Linked DNA regions of Mus musculus: region 1 is linked to region 2. A link is a contact called in public HiChIP or PLAC-seq data. All regions are on one chromosome and are shown on one strand. The core of a region is the stretch at or near the end of the contact, and the rest is flanking DNA. Distances in the headings are between cores, read along the strand shown.

What was found. HiChIP or PLAC-seq counts read pairs in DNA pulled down with a chosen protein or histone mark.
Region 1: a BATF HiChIP or PLAC-seq map of CD8 T cells shows a contact between it and region 2, with 7 read pairs. The contact joins two enhancer-like sites. A contact is called at or near these places in 2 of 115 datasets of contacts at active chromatin or transcription factors (CD8 T cells and pancreatic cancer cells) and 1 of 9 other capture datasets (adipose tissue).

What each region holds. Positions count from the first base shown.
Region 1 is chr14:47,101,660-47,106,570 of GRCm38.p6, reverse strand. Samd4 (sterile alpha motif domain containing 4) reads right to left here. Exons shown (of 13, transcript NM_001037221.2): 13 at 754-4,911. All of the region lies in intron 3 of Gm10371 (predicted gene 10371), which reads left to right. Among named protein-coding and RNA genes, the nearest start is that of Gm10371, 12 kb to the left of the region's middle. Within about 2 kb of position 1,775, at least 80 of the 459 cell types and tissues checked have an H3K27ac peak or open chromatin away from gene starts, as enhancers often do. A contact at or near this core is called in CD8 T cells, where this site is marked.
Region 2 is chr14:46,979,858-46,984,490 of GRCm38.p6, reverse strand. The region is part of intron 2 of Samd4 (sterile alpha motif domain containing 4); the gene reads right to left. Among named protein-coding and RNA genes, the nearest start is that of Gm52121, 26 kb to the left of the region's middle. Within about 2 kb of position 3,175, at least 70 of the 459 cell types and tissues checked have an H3K27ac peak or open chromatin away from gene starts, as enhancers often do. A contact at or near this core is called in CD8 T cells, where this site is marked.

The DNA.
Region 1 (4,911 bases), core at 526-3,025, 120 kb before region 2:
CGTGGTTGTGGTGTCTTTTCACAGCAACTGAACACTAAGACTTCATTGATCCCGTCTCGAGTGAGGCTATCTTAGAGACCTCTGTGGTTGCAAGGTTGCAGGTGGGAATAGCCTCTGTCTCATGTTTTGTCTTCACTTCTCTTTGGCTTGGAGGTCCAAAGACATAAAGGTCGAGTCATCATAGGTCAAGAGGTTAAGAGTGTTGCCCTCATTACATAGCTAGAGGATGCTGAAGCCAGATGTCAATCTAAAGTCTGCCTCTCCACTCATACTCTTAACCACCCAGTACTCAGAGCTTACCATGTATTATATGTCATTATATTGGAGTTACAAGTGTTAGAATGGGGTCCAAACCACATGTAGGGGAAGTCCCAAGATTCCAAGGTGGCAGTTTCTATATGCTATGATAAAGGTGCAAGATGTGCCAAAGGCAGTCAAGTGAGGGAGGAAGTTATGGACCATGTAGTAGTTTGCATTTACCTTGGACAAAACATTCACTGGATATTCTGGGCACAGATCAAACCATGTTCATTCTGCTCATCCTCTCCCCAACCTGTCTCAGAAAGGAGTAGGCAGCTAATGGTGGGCATCACATGGTGTGGTCACATGGTGTGGTCACGTGGTATGGTCACGTGGGTGGAGTTCATGTTGGTTCTTCAGTGAGGGCTGATTTCTAAGAGACATTTTTTTTTAAATAGTTAATCATATTTACAAAAAGAGGAGAGAGAGTGAAAAGACACACGCATACACACCAGTGTTACAAAACCTTGTATTAATCATTTCCCTTCACTCTCAATATAACCATATGAAATATAGCCATGATTCTTATTTCTGTGGGAGGAAATGAATAATAAATACATTGTAGCAAGTTTAGACCACAAGGGTGTTGTCACTGATAACAACATTTGAAAACTGTACACTTGCAAAGAACAGCATGTTCAAACATTAGTGTATCTGCATCAGTAGAGCTTTCACATGTAACAAACATGCTCTTTCCATGTATGACAAATTTAAAAAATATGCATTGCTTGGCAACATGAACTAGGCAAAAATATTTCTTTGTTCACTAACTTTATACAGGAAACCAGGACAAAAGGCATGCATGTACAATACAGATGCCTGCACAGGGCATGCAACGAAAGGAAGCTCTTTGAAAGTCAGCTTGCGTTAGGCATAAATACATGAGGGTTATATATTAATAAGGGAGGAAGTCTCCTGTTTGCCATCACTAACACTCCTGCTTTCTTTTTGCTCCTCCCAGAGGGATACATATTTACCTTTAAGTCAAGATAAAGGATTAAAAAAAAAGTCGCTTTGCAAACATCTCTGATGAGTTGTAAAAAAAGAAAAGAAAAACAAACTGAAAAACAAAGCCAACACAGATATCATCACAGCTCTGTGTACAACTTATCCTTCTGCAGGTTCTGTTTATGATAGGCACACCTGAGCACCCTGGGTTCTCCCCACTCAGGCTAGAGAGGAAGGGCGCCCAACAGAATCCACTTTCCTCCCCTCCCTCGCTCAGCCCTCATCCCAGCTCTGGGGTGCACAGATCTACAAACCTTGCACCAGCGCTAGCTAGCTACTAGGCACAGAGGAAAGGAAGGCCCAGAGAAGACTCCCACTCTGTAAAAGGCAGCCAGCGACACCTCAAAAGAAACTCTGGTTTCCCTCAGTGTCGCATCGGGAGAATGGGAGGTGGGGCCCAGCTGCGGCTGGCTCCCGGCCTGGGTACCAGAAAGAGACCTTCAGCTCAACCCAGGCTGGGCGCTTGATGCAAATAGCAGCCCTAGGCAGGCAGGCAGGCGGGACCCACCGGCCACTACTTTGCTTGCTGGATTTGTGTAATAAGAAAGTGAAACTCAAAAAGCAGGTGGGGGTGGGGAACACACAAAACAAACCATCAGCAGCGTCGTGTTGTGTCTTGTATAGTTTGTGTTTCTTCCTACTGTTTTCTGGTAAGAAAACACTATGAACAAAAAAGCACCAATAAAACATCACCCCATGATATTGTAGACCAGCATTGTGTCTCAGACAGTGCAGACATGCTGCTTAAATCAGGGCGCCTGGGGTGCGGGTGGGGGCGGGGGTGGGGTGGGGTGGAGATGGGGAGAACCTATGCAGTGAAATAGACTTTACTCGGAAAGTTTCAAACCTTTACTATTTAATATAAAACAGCTGTGTTGGGGCGGGGTGGTCAATGGGTAAATACAAAAAAAGGCACTGCAGCTCACTGCTCAAGGCCTGACTTCACAGCCTCAGGCATGCAACTGCTCGACTCTTTTTAAAATTTTTTTTTATAAATAAAATTTCTTTGCTTTAGGATTTTTAAATTGAGCTGTATACCTGTAGTCAACACAGGACTCAAATCAAGGTGGGGGGGGGGAGGTTCTTAAAAATCATCAGAACACAACTTAAAAAATAAAAATAAAAACACTAACATAGCAAACCACAACTAAGTAGATAAATCTATACAGTCAATGAAAAATAAGCTTTTCTTTTTTTCTTTTTTTTTTTAAAAAAAGAATTCTGTTGTTACTAATAACAGACTTTATCATGGGTACCAGCCATAGCGAGTTAATAAGTGACATATCCAAAATAATATCTCTAATAATCAGATAACCATTGCTTCTATATTCAATGAAGGAATAAATAGAAATTCAGATTTGCAAATATACTCTATGGTCTTCTTCCTCTTAAAAGATTCGCACTCGTGTGATTGTGTTCACAAACTGGTTTCTGAATATCCCATGACCTTATGGGTACGTGCGTTGCGTGTAGCGGACTTAAACACCTTCTCTTTCCTACAGGATGAGGAGTCCTATTGTTCCTCTCTGTTAACCTTTCCAGCATCCTCCAAACACTTCCTCAGACCCTCTGGCCTTCCCTTTGGCCTTCGACATTTTAACCTGTTCTGCCTGACATGGGATCCTCCATCCCAGCTCCTTCCCCAACACTGAGCTTGGAAAGGGACACGAGGGATGAATGTTAATGGCACTTGGTTAAAAAAAAAAAGTCTATCTATCTACATATAAAAATTAAACATGCTGCCTCTTTCTGCACGTGAATTTGCATCTTCAAGACTGGGTCACCCAAGGAGTGTCCTGCATCTTTTGTTTCTGGTGTTGTTATAAAGTGCTGATTGGGGTGATGATCCAAGTCGTCCATGATCACTAAAAGCTCAACCTTCTTAAGGTGTCCTTGGCCCTGCACTGTAAAAGGACTTCGAAATCTCTGTTGTAGCATCCAAGGCTCGGCTCGGTTGTCCACCTGTAATCTTGACAGGCAAACACAGTTGTGTGGATTTTTATTAAGGCCTTTAGAATCTGTGTGCACTTCATTAACTTGAAAAAAAAAATAACCATAGGCAAGGTCATTTGCATGGTCTGGTTTTAAATGTCACTTTTTTTTTTTTTTTTAAAGAGGAATCTGTCTTACCCATTTACTAGACAGGCCTTATATTATGTTCTAGATCATGCCTCCGGCTACTCACTCATACTGTCACATTTACGCAGCTAATTCTCCAGTGTGGCACATAATTTCTTTTGGATTCCCTCTGATATCCTCCATTGCATTAAATTCTGAACTATTCTTTGTTGCCCTTAAGAAATAGATCTATTCCCACACGGTGTTACAGTTAATCTCGAACTGTGTAATGTACGTGTGAGGGTTTTCTCTTTTCTGTGCGTGGTTGGATAAACCATCCCACAACACAGCAAATCTCTGACTCACATGCATAGAGAGAGCAACCACTTCTCTCAGGAACTTAACCTTTCCTGCTTCTGTTTCCATTGTCCCCTCTTCCTCCCATGGTGGAGCTGGACCACGGGGACCTATTGCATCTCTGCATTCTCTCTGTGACACTACTGCTGGGCCATTCTCCTTTGGCAGAGATGGAGTGAGAAGAGATAAGACTCCCAGGCCTAGGCTCCTGCAAAGTCTCCATCACAGATGTTTCAGTGTCAGGCTTCATGCAAAAGAAAACCATCAACCCCTGTCTTTCCTTCTCTAGAGGGACTGTTATCCACGTGTGTGTCTGTGGAGGGAGACCGGGGCTGGTAGGATGGAGCCTGTGGGGAGGGTGGGAAGCAAAAAACAGGTCTTGCGTGGGATGCAAATCCAGCCCAGAAAGAGGTTGCAGAGTTTATCATCTCTAGATAGCCTACGAGCAAATCCAGAACTGATCACACAGCGCCATCATCCTGGTGTCCACACCTAGTACTCTGTTCATCTCAGCCACATCCTTATCCTTCAAACCCATCCACACACTCCTCCCACCTCATGGTCGAAGACGGTAACTTGAGGCCTACTTGACTGTAATCACCTTCCCAAGAAGCAGAGCTTGGCAGCCGTTTTTTTTTTTTTTTTAAAAGACAACCCTGCTGCTATTATAAAAATAGATGAGACAGAATGAATCCATAACAATAATCAGTCTTTTACAAAAAAAACCATAGTATGAAGAGAAGTTCTATCCACACTCTACACATTATGTACCCTTTAAAATTCTTATGTAAACAATACACAAATCAAAGTTTATCTGAAAGTTTGCTGGAGGGAATTTCTTCCTCTTGCCCTTGGTGCCATATAGCCCTCTCTTGTGGTTGTTTCAAGCCGGGCCTCGGGGAAATCCGGTCAGGGGAGCCACAAACAGGCTGGCTGCCATCTTGCTCTCCTTGCTTGTGTCCGCTGTCTTCTGCAGCCTGACTGTGAAGCCGGGTTCTGAGAAGGCTCCCCAGGGCAGGGCTTCTACCTCCCTCCTGTGTGTCTCTTGCATATCTCACCTAGCAATACTCTTCCCCACTCCATTTCCATCCAGGAAGCTACTAGCATCCCTCCACCCCCTCCCAGCCCCACATTCCCCCGAGAGTCCCCTCCCCACCCTGCATACCGTCCCATCCCCTGACAGAAACA
Region 2 (4,633 bases), core at 1,926-4,425:
AGACCATCTGAGACGTCTTTCTGTGAGCCTCGGATGCCGGTGGACCAGGAGCTCACCCTCCTGTTAATGCAGCCACTTCCCTCCACCCCCTTCATCTCCTGGGAAGACGTAGATCTGGCTTCAAAGCAACAGATGACTTTAAACTCTCACTAGTCAGCTCATTGCTCCCATGCTATGCAGACATTTTATAGTAATTGGTCTTGATTTGGTTTGTATGTAGATTTATTTATGTACTTTCTTGCTCCCAAAAGAAATTTAAAGACATACATGGGGTCTGAGGACTGCTCCCATTGCCCTATTTTACTAAACATCATTGCCCCATTAATATTAAATTACACCACACACACACACACACACACACACACACACACACACACACACACACACACACATCAATGTGACCCTTAGGTAATTTTAAAAAATTGATGGTTGCTGGAGTTGAAAATGATAAAGTCTATTGCTCAAACTATTCAATTTTAAATTTTCAAGTAAATCTCAAGGTTGACAGGAAATCGTCTTGGGGACACTGTGAGCCTGGTCAGCCCTTTGCCATGTCTGCCTGAACCTTATCTGCAGTTGTTCTGGAGGGGCTGAAAGGCATAGGTTTCCAGGTGTGTCGATGATAATAAAGTCTCCTTCACCTTTGTCCACCCCAGTGCACGCTCTACCTACTCTTATGGAGAATAAAGACAGCTGCATTCAAAGCCAGCAGAGCTGGGTGTCTTCTGAGGAAAGGCAAACTCTATCACTGAGAAGCAGCAGAGCTGGAGGCGGGGTTGGGGTGGGGAGGTGATGCTCTTTCTTTCCCTCCTCCCTCCCCCTGCCCATCTTCCCACTCACCACTGGATCCCTGATACACACCTCTCACCCTGCAGCCTAGTTTCCAACTCAGACTCTACTGGATCCTTCCTTGAGGGATTGATCCGTTCAAGCCTGGGTTCTAAGCCCTGGCAGTCCAAGCTTCAATCTCATGCCTCTTGGCAACCAGTTCATTGTTACAGTCACTGGCACTAAGATGGAGAGACTTGCCCTGAGACAGACTGGATTCTAGCTTCAATCACAGTGACTGCCAGGTTCCAGAGGACTAAGCTTATGTCATGTGTTCAGTAAAGTCCAGGACTCCAGAGTTGACACTCAAGATCCCACAAGATTGTCCCAGCTTCCCAAGCAACTTGTTCCAACTGCTTTCCCCAACTCTACACTTCAGTGTAGACTCTGCCGTGGCTCATTCTGTCCTTCAATCTGGAAGAATACTGCCCATCAAGAGCTGTCCTGTACTTGGTATTTGACAAATTTAATGAACACTAAAAGACGTACAAAGTCTGCTCCATGAACTTTGCCTGTCCCTCTTAATTCACACAACTCTAGATACTGTCATTAGCTCCATGTTGTTTTTATTGGTTTGCATGTTTAGTGTGTTGTATATTTGTGAGTGTCTCTGCACTCGAGTGTACTTATGTGTCAAAGCATGTGTAGAACTCAGAGGACAACTTGCAGGACTCAGTTCTCTCCTTCTACCTCTGGGCCTTGAAGATTAAACTCGGGTCATCAGTTTTGGTAACATGTGCCTGTACGCGCTGAGCAGTCTTGCTAACCCTCAGACCAGCTTGAAAGATGAGGAGGGAGAGGCATAGGGATACACTCTCATTTCCTCATTGATTTCTTCTCCATGAGTTCCAGGCCTTTGGTTGTAGCTCTTTTATGTCCTCAGTATTTTGATCTTTGTGGGATTTTTCATCTTTCCTAATAGGTGTGAAGTTCCTAAGGAACAGAATCCCAACCAAATTCTATTTTGGTCCTCATGGTGCATTCTACCCCAGATCACTCTGGGTGCATACCTGTCAATATTCATGAGTGGAGAAAAGGAAACAGGGAAGGGAGAGAGTCATTCGGCTCAGGGACTTCAGCTGGCGTGAGGGGACATGCCATCCTTTGTTCCTACCCCTATGTGCTTGCTATTTTTTTCAGCCACACTTGCAGGTATTCCTGCCACACAAAGCCGTGTCTTGTGAGATGGGCAGGGCTGTGGTCAGTCTCCCTTTTGTTCTTTCCACACACAGGAGGTAGTGGCAATGACAGAATGTCAGGGCTGAAAGCCATGGCCATGACAACTGCAATTATTGTTCAGCACAGACTAGTCACTTTCGTCCTGTATTGAAATCCTGCACACGTGACCTTGTCGCTCTTTCTTTATAGATGGGAAGTGGGATTCAGCAAGGCTCAGTCATTTGGCCAAGGTTAAAAGCTGTTAGAACTCAGCAAGGAGGCTTGAACGCAGTTCTGCCATGCCAGGATCAGTTGGCTGCATCCACTATACAGCAGTATCTCTTTTGGCTCCTGTGGTGCCAAAAAAGGCTAGTCAGCCGAAACCATTCATTCTGCACTTCCTGGGTACTCTTTGTGGCTTGGCCTTTTAAGTAAAAAGATACACGCACACGCACACGCACACGCACACACACACACACACACGTACGTTCCACGAAACCAGCTGAACAGCAACCTATTCCCCCATAATTCAAAGAGTCTAGAAATGCAATGGATGGAGATCATATAAAAGTGCCAAGACAGGAGCAGGGCAGTGGCTTAGGTGACAGAGTGCTTCCCTCAGGAGGACAAAGGCCTGAATTTGGATCTCTAAAATTCCTGTAAAAAGCAGGGTGCAGCAGCATGGACCTGTAATCTCCGTGCTGGGTGAGAGTCTAGATAAGAGTACCCCAGGAGCTTACTGGCCTAGCTGAATTAGTAAGTTCTGGGTTCGGTGAGAGACCTTGTCTCAAAATGAAACAAGAGTGTGACCAGGAAAACATCAGACAACCTCCGCATGTATGCACTCACAGACACATGTGATACACACACAAACACAGACAGACAGACAGAGACACACATACACCAAGATAGCCATGAGATTACGGAGCATGCAGGGTGGGAGGCCCTCAGAGAGACAAAGCACACGTTTGGTTTAAAAGAAAAGGGCTATTGTGCTTCATTAACCTGTAAAGATCCGTTGGGCCACAACACTAAAGGCACACACAACATGGCCACAAAACCAAGTCTGTGGTCTGGGTGCAAACTGCATATGTTCTTTACACAGGAAAAGTGGTTTCCTTCCACCTAGGGAAGGGGACAGGCAGGGAATCCCTCAAACTGCAGCACACTTCCTCACGATCTAGCTCTGACTCATCACGCCCAGAGTGCAGTCTGCTCACTCTGGGATTCTCCTCCGTTCAGTGTTCTCTATGCACTAGCAAAGTCATCTTCCAGGCTACTAAGTGACAGACGGCTCCTTCGCCTCGTTACCATGGCTCTCATCAACACCTACAGAGGCTGAAACCCAGCACTGACAACGGATTCAATGAAAACCGGAAGCCCCATTGGATGTTCTTTGTCAGGTGGTTTCAGCCCAGCCTGACGCTGGGTACCCTGTTCTGGTCAGAGTGACCACCGGTGTGTGCCATCCTTCCTTGAGAGTCTGACATTCTGGATGACCCTCAGGGGACAGCAACAAGGTGACTTCTCTGACGGACTCTGGTTTGGGACACGCTGACTATGTAACGGTCCTTTTGCTCAGGCTCCTGGAATGTACAGGCTGTGCGGGAGAGAAATGTAGGTGAAGGGTCCTGTTTGTTCCGATCTAACAGAAACCCAGGTAGTTACCACAATCTGTGCAGCCCTGCCAGCTCCCACTTGCCCACAGAAGATTTATAACTACGTTTCTCTTCAAATCGACAGGAGGCAAACCATGACTTAATCAAAATATACGCGCAAAGCCTGGGGAGGTAGCTCAGTTGGAAAAGCATGTGGCACACTAGCATGGAGAACTGAGTTCCAACCCCGAACCCACATTAAAAGGCCCAGCTTGGCATAGCATATCTGTAATCTCAGTGCTAAGGAGGTAGAAACGTTTAGATCCAGGGTTCACTGGCCAGCCAGCCTTGCTGAATATGCTACCTCCTAAAGATAGCAGAAGGCATGAATGAAGAGGGGTGATTCAGAGAATAAACAAAGTGCCCTAGAAATGCCAGCCAGTCTTACATTTTCCTTTGTTCCTTCTTTCACTTGCTTTCAAGAAACATTTATTCAAGATTACAGGCTATAGTTTGGTTCTACGAAAAAGGTAAAAGCTAGAGAAGGAAGACAATTACTGGCGTGGAATTTGGGGGAAACTTAGACCCTGGTCCCATGCCTTTCCTAAACACAGTGGCCAGGCTGGGCAGTAGAAGTGTCCAGGTACCTACGGTATCTGTTGGAGGAATGGGGCTCCCGCCATCATCTCTCTGCCTCCTAGGACTGATGTTTCAGAAAGTGGCTCCTCTTTACTCTTCTCTCTTGCTGTCACCTGCTGGTGCAAGGGTGTCACCAACCTTTTTGGGTTTTTTTTTGACATTGGGCCATCTCAGAAGGCATAGGAGCTTCACCCCTGCAGACTGAGTGATGTGGGTGGCACAGGGTGCTTTGGAAGGAGGGAGGATCGTGGAGTGTGGGATAGGGGCAAATGGAACGTTTTAGCAGTGCTGGAGGGAAGGATTAGGAGAGTCGGAGGGTAAAACACATGGGGCGTGTGGTAAAATGATGGGTGATTCTTGAGTTCAAAGTCATATCAGAGTGGCACTGTGGGGAGATGAATCTGGTGGCG